Regions from separate parts of the Sus scrofa genome. Here region 1 is linked to region 2. The links are chromatin contacts, called in public HiChIP or PLAC-seq maps. All regions are on one chromosome and are shown on one strand. The core of a region is the stretch at or near the end of the contact, and the rest is flanking DNA. Distances in the headings are between cores, read along the strand shown. Region 1 holds the start of FAM184B (protein FAM184B). Region 2 holds the start of MED28 (mediator complex subunit 28).

Region 1 (5,321 bases), core at 2,467-4,966, 120 kb before region 2:
TTGGTGTTTTGTTTTTCTGAGTTTTTTCTGTGTCTTTTTTCTTTTCTTCCTTTTTTTCTTTTCTTCTTTTTTTGCTTTTTAGGGCTGCATTCACGGCATATGGAAGTTCCCAGGCTAGGGAACTTCCATATGCCGTGAATCTAGGGGTCAAATCTGAGCTGTAGCTGCCAGCCTACACCACAGCGTCACCAACACAGGATCTGAGCCACATCTGCAACCTACACCGTAGCTCATGGCAACACCTGATGCTTAACCCACAGAGCGAGGCCAGGGATTGAACCTGCATCCTCATGGCTGCTAGTCAGATTCATTTCCGCTGAGCCACGACGGGAACTCCCCATTCTATCTTTATCATGTCTAACAGCATACTATCCATACTTAACACATTTGTAAAAATTCTCTTCAGCATGAGTTTCTTAATCCTTTTTGTTTTTCCTGTTCTTTAAAACAGAATTGAAAAATAAAAAACCAGAATTGAATATTCTGATATAGTAAACATACATTATAAACATATATGAAACGTTTTTTTTTAAATATTAAAAAAAGAATTGTTCGATAAGGGATAGAGTAGTATGTTGTTGAATATAATGGAATACTAGCTGTTAAAATGGGAATGTAAATCTCTATTGGCAAAATAAAAAAGATTGAGTGAATAGGGTTAACAAACATTACCCTACCCCATTTATTTAAAAAATAACATATATGTACCTAACATTTTCTAGGTGTTGACAGAGAGATATCTCAAAGTACCGTCTCCAATATATTAACAGAAATTTTCTTTGAGTGTAGGATTTGGGGTGATTTTTGCATTCGCCACAACAGGAACTCCAAACTGATTGTCGTTTTAAAAAGTTTCAGATTGGAGTTCCTATTGTGGCGCAGTGGTTGACGAATCCGACTAGGAACCATGAGGTTGCAGGTTCGATCCCTGGCCTTGCTCAGTGGGTTAAGGATCCGGCGTTGCCGTGAGCTGTGGTGTAGGTCATAGACGCGGCTCAGATCTCGTGTTGCTTTGGCTCTGGTGCAGGCTGGTGGCTACAGCTCTGATTAGACCTCTAGCCTGGGAACCTCCATATGCTGCAGGAGCAGCCCTAGAAAAGGCAAAAAGACCAAAAAAAAAAAAAAAAATTCAAATTGTCAGCCCTGTGCTCTGGGAAGAACAGTCTTCGAAGTCAAATAGACCCAGATCTACTTACTAGCTAAAAAAAAAAAAAAGGAAAGGGTACTTAGCTTCCCTTACCTGTAACTTTCTAGTCTGTAGAATGTGATAAGTGCCTTAGTGGGGTAGGAACATGTGCAAAGGGCATAGCACCATGCCAAGATCACATCAGTGGGCTAATAACTGCTCATCTACCCCTGTATTACATAAAGCACTTACTCTTCTTTCACCCTCTATTTCGTTCCTGATAGTGTGAAAAGACCTACCAACCACGGTGCTAAAACCCCAGCAACCGCAGAGGACTCTTGACAACACAGGACAGCTTGGGGTACCTTGATTACAGTCACGAAGTCCAACAAAGCCCAATGAGGGAATCTGCTTTCCCCACTGTCTTCTATTATAAAGTTAAGAGTATAATACATCCCATTGGGAAGTGCTTTGGTCCCTGGACTTAATAAGATCACAATTTAATAACTAAAACTTGGGGTGAGAGCAAGAGCAGCGATTATCAGTCCTGTACACTCAATATCACCTGTCCTATAACAGTTATGTTACTATCTCAAAACTCATACATACTCTTTAAAATAATAAAATGCATTTTAAAATCATAATTTCTCGGAGTTCCCGTCATGGCTCAGTGGTTAAAGAATCTGACTAGGAACCATGAGATTGTGGGTTCGATCCCTGGCCTTGCTCAGTGGGTGAAGGATCCGGCGTTGCCGTGAGCTGTGGTGTAGGTTGCAGACTCAGCTTGGATCTGTGGCTCTGGAGTAGGCTGGTGGCTACAGCTCCAATTGGATCCCTGGCCTGGGAACCTCCATATGCTGCAGGTGCAGCCCCAGAAAAGACAAAAAGACCAAAAAAAAATCCTAATTCCTTGAGAGTTATATAATGGAGAAATAAAAGAAAAATAATTATATTAAATCATATGTATTTTAGTAATAGAAATGCTCCAGTTTGATTAACCTCATGACAATGCTGCGCTCAGATGCTTGGACATATTGGCAGACTCACCGTGAATGTATGTATTGGCAACTGAGTGCCACGAGCCACACAGCCATTGATACTATTTTCCACAGTGGTGAACAACTTCTGACAAAGTTCTTAACTAAACTTAAACTAAACTAAAAGGCTAATTTTACAGAGAGCTTGAATTCCTGTGAAATGCAGTATGTATTAAGACCCTGTTGAAAATACTCTGAATATGCAATTTGGAATATTTACCATACAGGAAGCTCAGTTAAAATATGAATTCTGGACCCTCAACTCCAGAGATTGTGACTCAGGTGATCTAGGATAAGACCAAGAGTTTACATCGGGAGCGATTCTGATTCAGGCTTTTTGTTTTCACTAAATTGGGGAAAGGGGTAGTTGTCTTGCAGAGGGGAGCTTAAGACCACAAACTAGGAACCAAGACCCATGTCGGCTATGCCTATGTAGTGTAATGTATTGGGGCTAGAGTAAGGAAATTAGAATAGGGATAGCTCAGTTTCAGACACAACTCTGCTACCTGTAATTGCCTTATTGGTACACACCTGTATCTATCTGCTCATCTATAAAAATGGGTATTGTTACTTGCAGTGTGGAGGGAAGGGACTGTGGTTTCTGAGGCCTTTTGAAATTTGCCTGATTCATCAAGATTATTAAAACTCTTGATATAAAGCACTTTATAAAAGGAAATATAAGCAGTTGCTTATTATTTTGGTACTATCATTCACACTTTAGGAATTCTGATCAGGGTGTCTTCACTTTCCCCAAAGCCCACTGTTTGAAGCCAGAGAAAGCAAGCCATAAAGAAATTTGATCCACGAACCCCTCGACTCGCCGCATAGAAACACACAAGCTCATAATCCAAAGACTTGACAGGATTCTGGCTCCAGTCGGCCGGTAGCCAGGTGTGTGGGTGACTCACTTCACTTTCACTGGGATCGGTTTACTTAGACATTCAGCTCCATCTGTCACTCAACTACTCCTCCATTTCTCTGTTGCTTCCTCTTTTCCCACACCTGCCACCATCCTTTCTACCCCGTCTTTGATTTTTTTTTTCCCCTGTGCGCCTACACTTTACATTCCCTCACTATACGTTCTGCACTTTCTTATCCCAAATTTCGGTCACCAGCTCCCCGGCTGCCTTTTGGTAATCTCCAGCAAATCTCCTGCAACGTCCGGGTGCCTCCTTAATTTGGGAGAAAAGGGGCTCCTACCCTCAACCCAGGCCGGGGCCCAAAACATACGCCAGGGTCTCCGCTCCTCCACGCGTTCCAGCGACTCCCTTTCACCTCCCCGCCCCTCATCCCGCCCCCCACGTCCGCCCCCAGCGCGGAGCTCGGAAGCTCGGGAGTCGCTGGCTGTGTGCTCCCGTCAAGGTGCCCGGCCCCTCTCCACCAGTTCTCCCGCAGCACGTCGCCAGGGTCCCCCTGCGTATCAGGTTCCCCGGCCGCCCGAAGCTGAGGCCCGCTCTTCTTCCTCTTTGGCTCGGGATGCCCATCAAGGGCGGGGTTGGTAGCGGTTGAATCCGGAGCTGGGCGCCACCCACGTGTCCCAGAGCGCAGTGCCGGGCCAGCGCAAACCTTTCCAAGGCCAGCGGCTCCTTGTCGCGGAAGGTTATTGCAGGCGAAGCCCCGCTCGGGCTCCGGGAGCTGTGCGCGAAGCACCAGCGGCACGCGCGGGTCCCCGGCTCCTAGCCGCAGGGTGCGGGTGCCCGCCGACCCAGCAAGCGAGCGCTGGAGGAGGAAGGGTGGGCGCTCGGGCGGCGGGGAGGCGGATCCCGGGGGCAGCAAGGGCCACGCTGCGGTGCAGGCGGCGGGACTGCAGTGCATCTCTCCCAAGAAAGCCCACACGCTCACACGCCCGCGCGCGCAAGCACGTGCACACCGTGGGCAGCGAGAACACAAGCGCGCCAGAGCCCTTGAGTGCGGGACGCGTTTCAGCGATGGCTTCTGCCCTCAACAGCAAAATTCACGCGCCCGGGACTTGCCCGGGCTCCAAAGCCGATGCCTGCAGTGGCGCAGGCTGGAGAATGGATTGTGATCCCGAGATGCACGTGAAAATGTGCAAGAAGATTGCCCAGCTCACCAAGGTAAGCTGAGGCGCCGCGGGCAGGCTAGTTGCGTGCCCGGGGCGCCCGGGCTGGGAAGGGAGTGCGGACGCGCGGGAGGGAGGCCCAGGCCCAGTCTGAGCTGAAACTTTGTCTTGGAGACCTGGAAGAGAAGCGGTCTTAAATCTTGGTGACCTTCTGAAGGCACAGTCCTAAAGCAGCTGAGAGAGAGGATCCTCGCCAAGCTTGCGTGTGGAGCAGGTGGTCTGTGTTCCCAAGGTGGGACTGTGAATCGAGTGGAATCAGTGCTCTGTGTGTTTGTGTGTGTGTTCCTTTACCGGCTCTGCTCAAGTGATCCTGCCTGGAATGTTGTGATTTCATTCATCGCCGTACTTTACAGGTGGGGAGGAGGTCATGTGGGCTATTTAAACGCTTGATTCTTTTTATTCCTTCATTCAGCAAATATTTGAGTCCTTTGCTGAGTGCCAGCAGCTTGCGTGGCACCGTACTAAACCTGGAAGGTAGCCCAGGGGACTTACTATCAAACTGCACGGACGGCTTCTGGAGTATAAATGGGGAAGTGAACGATTCACCGTTTAATTACAGGATTACAAAGGACCTTGGGAGGTCAGCCAGCCCATCTCCCTACCTCATCCCAGGGCCCTGACTGAACCTCCAGAGACCGTGGTCTCTTCCTTATGAAGACCAGCAAGAAGATGCCACCCTGTCCTTTGTTAGTCCCCTGCAGCTTCCCAGTTAGGACTTCCTTGGGGCAGGTTCCCTTGTGTCTTGAGTGTAGCTGGAAAACAACATCCCTCTCTGTCTTTTTTTATACAAGGTCTCCAGTGTCTGAATTTAGCTGTTTGCCTTGGGGTTTCCTTTTGATCTTACAATAAACGCCTGATAACATGCCTACCCGGGGAATGTGAGCTCCGAGTTCTGTGGATGGGACATGCTGTCTTCCCCGACTATCTTCCTCCCACTTCCTACGCCCACTCTTTGTGGGCTCACAGGCTTTTTCCCCCTAATTTGCCAGAAGGAAGTGAGCAGAGACCTGGAATTGGATACTAGCTGCTTTTTCCTGACAGCGCCCCCCCCCCATTAACGTCTCCACATCTTTTGCAT
Region 2 (5,337 bases), core at 2,413-4,912:
ATTGCTTTTCACTGATACCATCCCATTCTTTCAGTCTATTATTGGCTGTCCCCTCCCAGCAGATGGGAATTGTGCCTGTCGTGTTGCTTGGCACAAAGTGGATGCTCCATACATGTTACAGACTGACTGGGAGGCCTAAGAGAAGGTGGTGTGGTCACATGGACATACAAGTCCCAAAGAGGGAGTCTCTGAAGAGCATCAATGTGGATACACACGTGAAGCAGCCAAGAAGATCCATGCAGAGGCGACTCTCAGGAAATGCACAAAGAAGGGTTATCACAGAACAGCAGGGCCAGAAAGAGAGCCAGATGGAGCTGGGGGTGTGAGGGTCAGAAAAGACACCTCAAACCTCAGGAAAGCATAGACCTGCTAGTAAGCAAACCACACTTGGTGTGAGACAGGCAAACCTAGGCCCAAATTCAGGCCATCAACCAGATGTGAGGGCCCTTCTCCTTCCTGCAGCTGCCCCCACTTAGTTTACAGAGAAAAATCAATTTCCCCAGGGTAAATTCTGTAATAGTTAAGAAATCTGAAAAAGTCTGTCCACTCTGTGTATTACTTTGAAAGGTGACTGCTGTTGGATTTGAGATGTGGGTGGGGTGTGCCCGCTTTGTGAAACCCTGGCTTCTAGAAAACATCTCATCCAGGAAGACAACTAGTCACAAACTCACTAAGAAAGCTGGGGCTGCTCCTCCAGAGCCAGCAGGGCCACCAGAGACGATGGGAAGAAACCTGATTTCAAGAATTTTAGTTTTCTCTTCCCCCTTTAAAAAAGTAACTAATTGTAAGTAAAAATTATATATGTGTGTATATATATATGAACGATATTTAGCTGAAAAAAAACAAAAACACTAACTCAAAAAGATTATCTGCCCCCCATGTTCACTGCAGTACTATTCATAAGCCAAGATACATGGAAACAACCTAAGTGTCCACTAATGGATGAATGGATAAAGAAGTTGTAGCACATATATGTCGAATATTACTCAGCCAATTAAAAAAAAAAAAAAAAAAAAAAAAGGATGGACCTTAAGGGTGTAAGTCAGACAGAAAGGCAAACACTATATGATTCACTTATATGTGGACCTTAAAAACGACAACAGCAGTGACAACAAAACCAAGCTCATAGATACACAGAATGGACTGTCAGAGGGAGGGGATGGGGCCGGACAAAATGGGTGAAGGGGGGTTAAAAGGCAAAATTCCAGTTATAAATAAGTCATGGGAATGGAATGTACAGCATAATTAAAAATTTTTTTGAAACTATGTATGGTTGCAGATATTACCTAAGACTTACTGTGGTCATCATTTTGCAATATATACAAATAGCAAATCGTTGTACACCTGAAACTAGTATCTTTTATGTCAATGATACCTCAATTTAGAAAAAGAAAAAAGAGGGGTTCCCTTGTGGTGCAGCTGGTTAAGGATCTGACAGTGTTGTCACTGCAGCAGCCTAGGTCACTGCCATGGGCATGGGTTTCATCCCTGGCCTGGGAGCTTCCACATGCCTCAGGTGCAGTCAAAAAAGGAAAAAGAAAGAAAACTCTCCCAAACCGGAGAGACACTGATGATCTCAACTATCTAGACTGGGACTGTATATGTATCTGGGAGGGAGGGAAACACTATATATGTATTTATATTGTTACCATTTGGGGCAGCATTTTGGATGATCCACCATCTGACTATATTACCCCGACTTAAAACTTGTCATATACAACAAAAGTGAAAATCAGTTTTTGAGATATTTATTCAGAAATACACAAAGTACACAAGACAGCTGAACAGTTGTATGGAAAAGAAAGTGTGATGGTCTATAAAAAGAAAATGTGGAGTTCCCGTGGGGGCTTGGTGGTAACAAAACTAATATTCATGAGGGCTCAGGTTTGATTCCTGAGTGGGTTAAGGATCCGGCGTTACCATGAGCTGAGTTGTAGGTTGTAGACGTGACTCAGATCCCGAGTTGCTATGGCTGTGGGGTAGGCTGGCAGCTACAGCTCTGATTCGATCCCTAGCCTGGGAACCTCCATATGCTGCAGCTGTGGCCCTAACAAGACAAAAAAAAAAAAGGAATATATGCAGGAAGAAGTCTCATGTGGCCAGAGTAAGAAGAGATGGGACTGGACCAGTGATTTGAACATGCAGAGCCAGGGAGGCTACCATACCTCTTGGTCTTTCTTTTTAGAGCCACACCTGCAGCATAGGGAAGTTCCTGGGCTAGGAGTCAAATCAGACCTGGAGCTACAGCTGCAGACCTATGCCTCAGCCTTGGCACATGGAGCCACAATACAAGCCGAGGCAACTCGCAATTCTCACCCTGCTGGGTAAGGAAGGAATCTAACCAGCACCCTCACAGGCACTGTGTGGGGTTCTTAACCCACTGAACCACAAAAGAACTCCCCATCTTGGTCTTAACCCAACAGTCATGGCAGCCACTGAAGAGTTTTAAGCACTAGGGTGTTGATGGTAGGCTCTGGCCAAGACTTCTTTCTACAGGGCCAGTCTTTCAGCAAGTCTCATAACCGCCACTTCATCTCAAGCCTAGATGCTGCTCTAAGGCTTTCCTGTCCCTCTCCTTTACAGCTTAGCACCACCTCAAAGGCATCTCATCCTCCTCCCAGAAAAAAAAGATTTCTCTGTCCTTTAAATCAATTATCTCAAACTTCTGAATGTACGCCCCATTAAAAAAGGCATTCTGCCCATGCAACCCCAATAACACACTCATTTATGAACTCTATTTACCTACTACCTATGCTATTATGTGTGAAAGTCAAAAAGTAGAAAAGTTAACTCCAATTACAAGTTACTTCATTTCCACACCCTAATGGTTCATCTTCCACTTCAGAGACCACTGGAAGCCACCTGATTTTTAAGCACTTATTTCTTAAGCTCACCTGTGCCTCCTACCAGTCCCCATTTTCTCTGCTACAGGATTAATGCTTGAATGGGAGTGAGAGTTTGGATCACCCTCTGCCTCTCTCCCAAAGCTTCATCTTTAACTCCTCTTCCCTCGGCCCTTAATAACAACTTCCCATCTCAGCCCCAAGAATTCCACTACTTTAGGACCGTTTAAGGGTGGAGCCCAATGGAAAGAATACAGGACAGAGTGGTGCAATGCTCCCCTCGGTGGAGAATCAGCCCGTAGCAAACACGCAGGGACGCAGGAAAGGATACTCAAGGATAGAACCAACCTTGAATTGAGGCAACAACCTTGAGGAGCAGAACAACCGACTGGGAACCTAGAAGGGTCCCACGGTGGGGGTGGCGGGCAAACTTCAAGTCCTCGTGCCTCTAGAAAGGACAAATTTACTCATCTCCGCCAGTCGACCAGAAAATTCTGGCCATCACTCAACGTGGAGAATAAAGCAAGCAGTTTAGATTCTTTGAGCCTGCCGCCCCATTTGTAAGCCGGTGCAGGGATTGCTGAAAAAGATAACCTGCACACGTTTCAGAAAAGAAAGGCTGGGAACACAGACGCCCACGGCTCATTTTACCTCGAAAGATGACTCCAACTCGTCCACTAAGGTGCTGTTAGAAGTTCTTGGAATCCCTGGTGTGGCCTGAAGAAGCGAAGCCTGGCCCAGGAGCCCCGGTGGCGGCGGCGGGGGTCCGGGAGGCTGCCCCGTGAACATTCCACCCAGCGGAGCCGCCATTTCTAAGATGGCGGGTGAGAGACTCACTGCACCTGCGCGGGAGCTGGATCCGTGGGTCACGTGACACGCCTGGTCACACGTGATCACGCTGAGTGGATGTTGGCGTCTATCGGGCGCCAGGGAAACCGGTAGGTTGGTACTTTCGTTCCCTCTTTGCCCGCACTGGAGGCCGCTTGACTTTACTGGTTTTTTATTTTATTTTATTTTATTTTATTTTTTATAACATGAGAATTGAAGGATTTGATAGGGTTTTGACAAGGTTGTATGAAGAGGAGAGTCAATAACTAAGGCTGAGCGAGCCCTGCCTGGCTTCATGATATTCGTTTAACCATCCTGCCTTTGCCCTTAACCCTTGAAATGATTTGGACCTAGCGCTTTCTCTGGGCTCAGTTTACCGGTTGGTAGAAGGAAGGTGCTTATTCACCACACAAACATTTATTGGGAGCTTACTATTTACCAACTACTAATCCAGTCATGGTGGATATAGGGGGAATGAACATGAAAAAAATTTCCCCTAAATTCTCTCTGGGGAGAGACTTGTGCAAAAAATGACCAAGCTTGTTGAGGGTCCCTACTATGCATACGCCTGGCATGTTCACTTGAGATATTCGTGGTTATGTCAAAGAGAAAGTATGATAATTTTGTAACACTTGCTTATTTCTCTCTTTAGAAGCCAAAAATTTTTTCACCGTATTTAATTTTACACTTACAGTTACTGAAAGTAGGGTCAGGCTGTTTGCCACTCTAAAGCCAATAAAAAGGCAAAGTTGGAATGGATTAGCAATGAGATCCTGCTGTGTAGCACTGGGAACTATATGTCTGGTCACTTATGATGGAGCATGGTAATATGAGAAAAAAAGAATGTATACATGTATGTATAACTGGGTCACCATGCTATACAGTAGAAAATTGACAACACTGTAAACCCGCTACAACAGGAAAAAATAAAAGTCATTATATAGTGGGGAAAAAAAAAGTAAATTTGGTGGAATGTTTGCTGTATTCTGGATTCCAGCAACTTAGGTGAGCGGGCAGAGACTCCTGTCCAAAGGCCCACTGCCCCCTCACCCCAGCTGACAGTCAATGGGCAAGAGCTTTTATAGGTACCTATCAGGGCTATATGCAGAAACAGTAGAATCAGCTCTGACAGATCTTGAAATTGGTCATGGGATGGTCTGACCAGCGTTCTCTTATTTTAAGTATGGTTAATCTCCAGTTCCATAGTCAATTTGTTCCCATTTCTGTAAGCGAGGAACGGTTAGTGGGAGAAATTTAGTGGGCCTGCTGGGCCACTGCTTGGCGTTGCAATGGGTCCTTCCTCCAAACAAGAGACAGTGAATGACCATTGGCTCCTCCCCCTCCCCTTTCTCTATATAAGAGGAGTCTGAAGTCGGCTGAGGCAAGATGGTTTTTTGAGACGCTAGTTTGCCATCTTCTGGGTCTGCTAGCTTTCCAATAAAAGTCGTTATTCCTTACCCCAACAACTCATCTCCGAATTTATTGGCTTGTCGTACGACAAGCAGAGTGAACTTGGGTTCAGTACTCTTTCCTTGAGGCCACTTCTCCAGTTGTGGCAGCTTATGTCATGGCCACAGTCTGGTCATCATGTAGTTAATTTTTTCCACCTGACTGGGGTTTCAGTATAAGATAGCTCACAGGATATGGCTCAGAATATTATTTATAG

Evidence for each region. HiChIP or PLAC-seq counts read pairs in DNA pulled down with a chosen protein or histone mark.
Region 1: a contact with region 2 is called in an H3K27ac HiChIP or PLAC-seq map of skeletal muscle. The contact joins the promoter of FAM184B here to the promoter of MED28 in region 2. A contact is called at or near these places in 6 of 47 Hi-C or Micro-C datasets (embryonic fibroblasts, fetal heart ventricle, fetal skeletal muscle and 2 more) and 1 of 2 datasets of contacts at active chromatin or transcription factors (skeletal muscle).

Annotation. Positions count from the first base shown.
Region 1 is chr8:12,739,877-12,745,197 of Sscrofa11.1, reverse strand. It overlaps FAM184B (protein FAM184B), which reads left to right and starts at 3,716. Exons shown (of 18, transcript XM_005674541.3): 1 at 3,716-4,238. The coding sequence starts at 4,092.
Region 2 is chr8:12,622,450-12,627,786 of Sscrofa11.1, reverse strand. It overlaps MED28 (mediator complex subunit 28), which reads right to left and starts at 3,662. Exons shown (of 4, transcript NM_001243569.1): 1 at 3,495-3,662. The coding sequence starts at 3,653.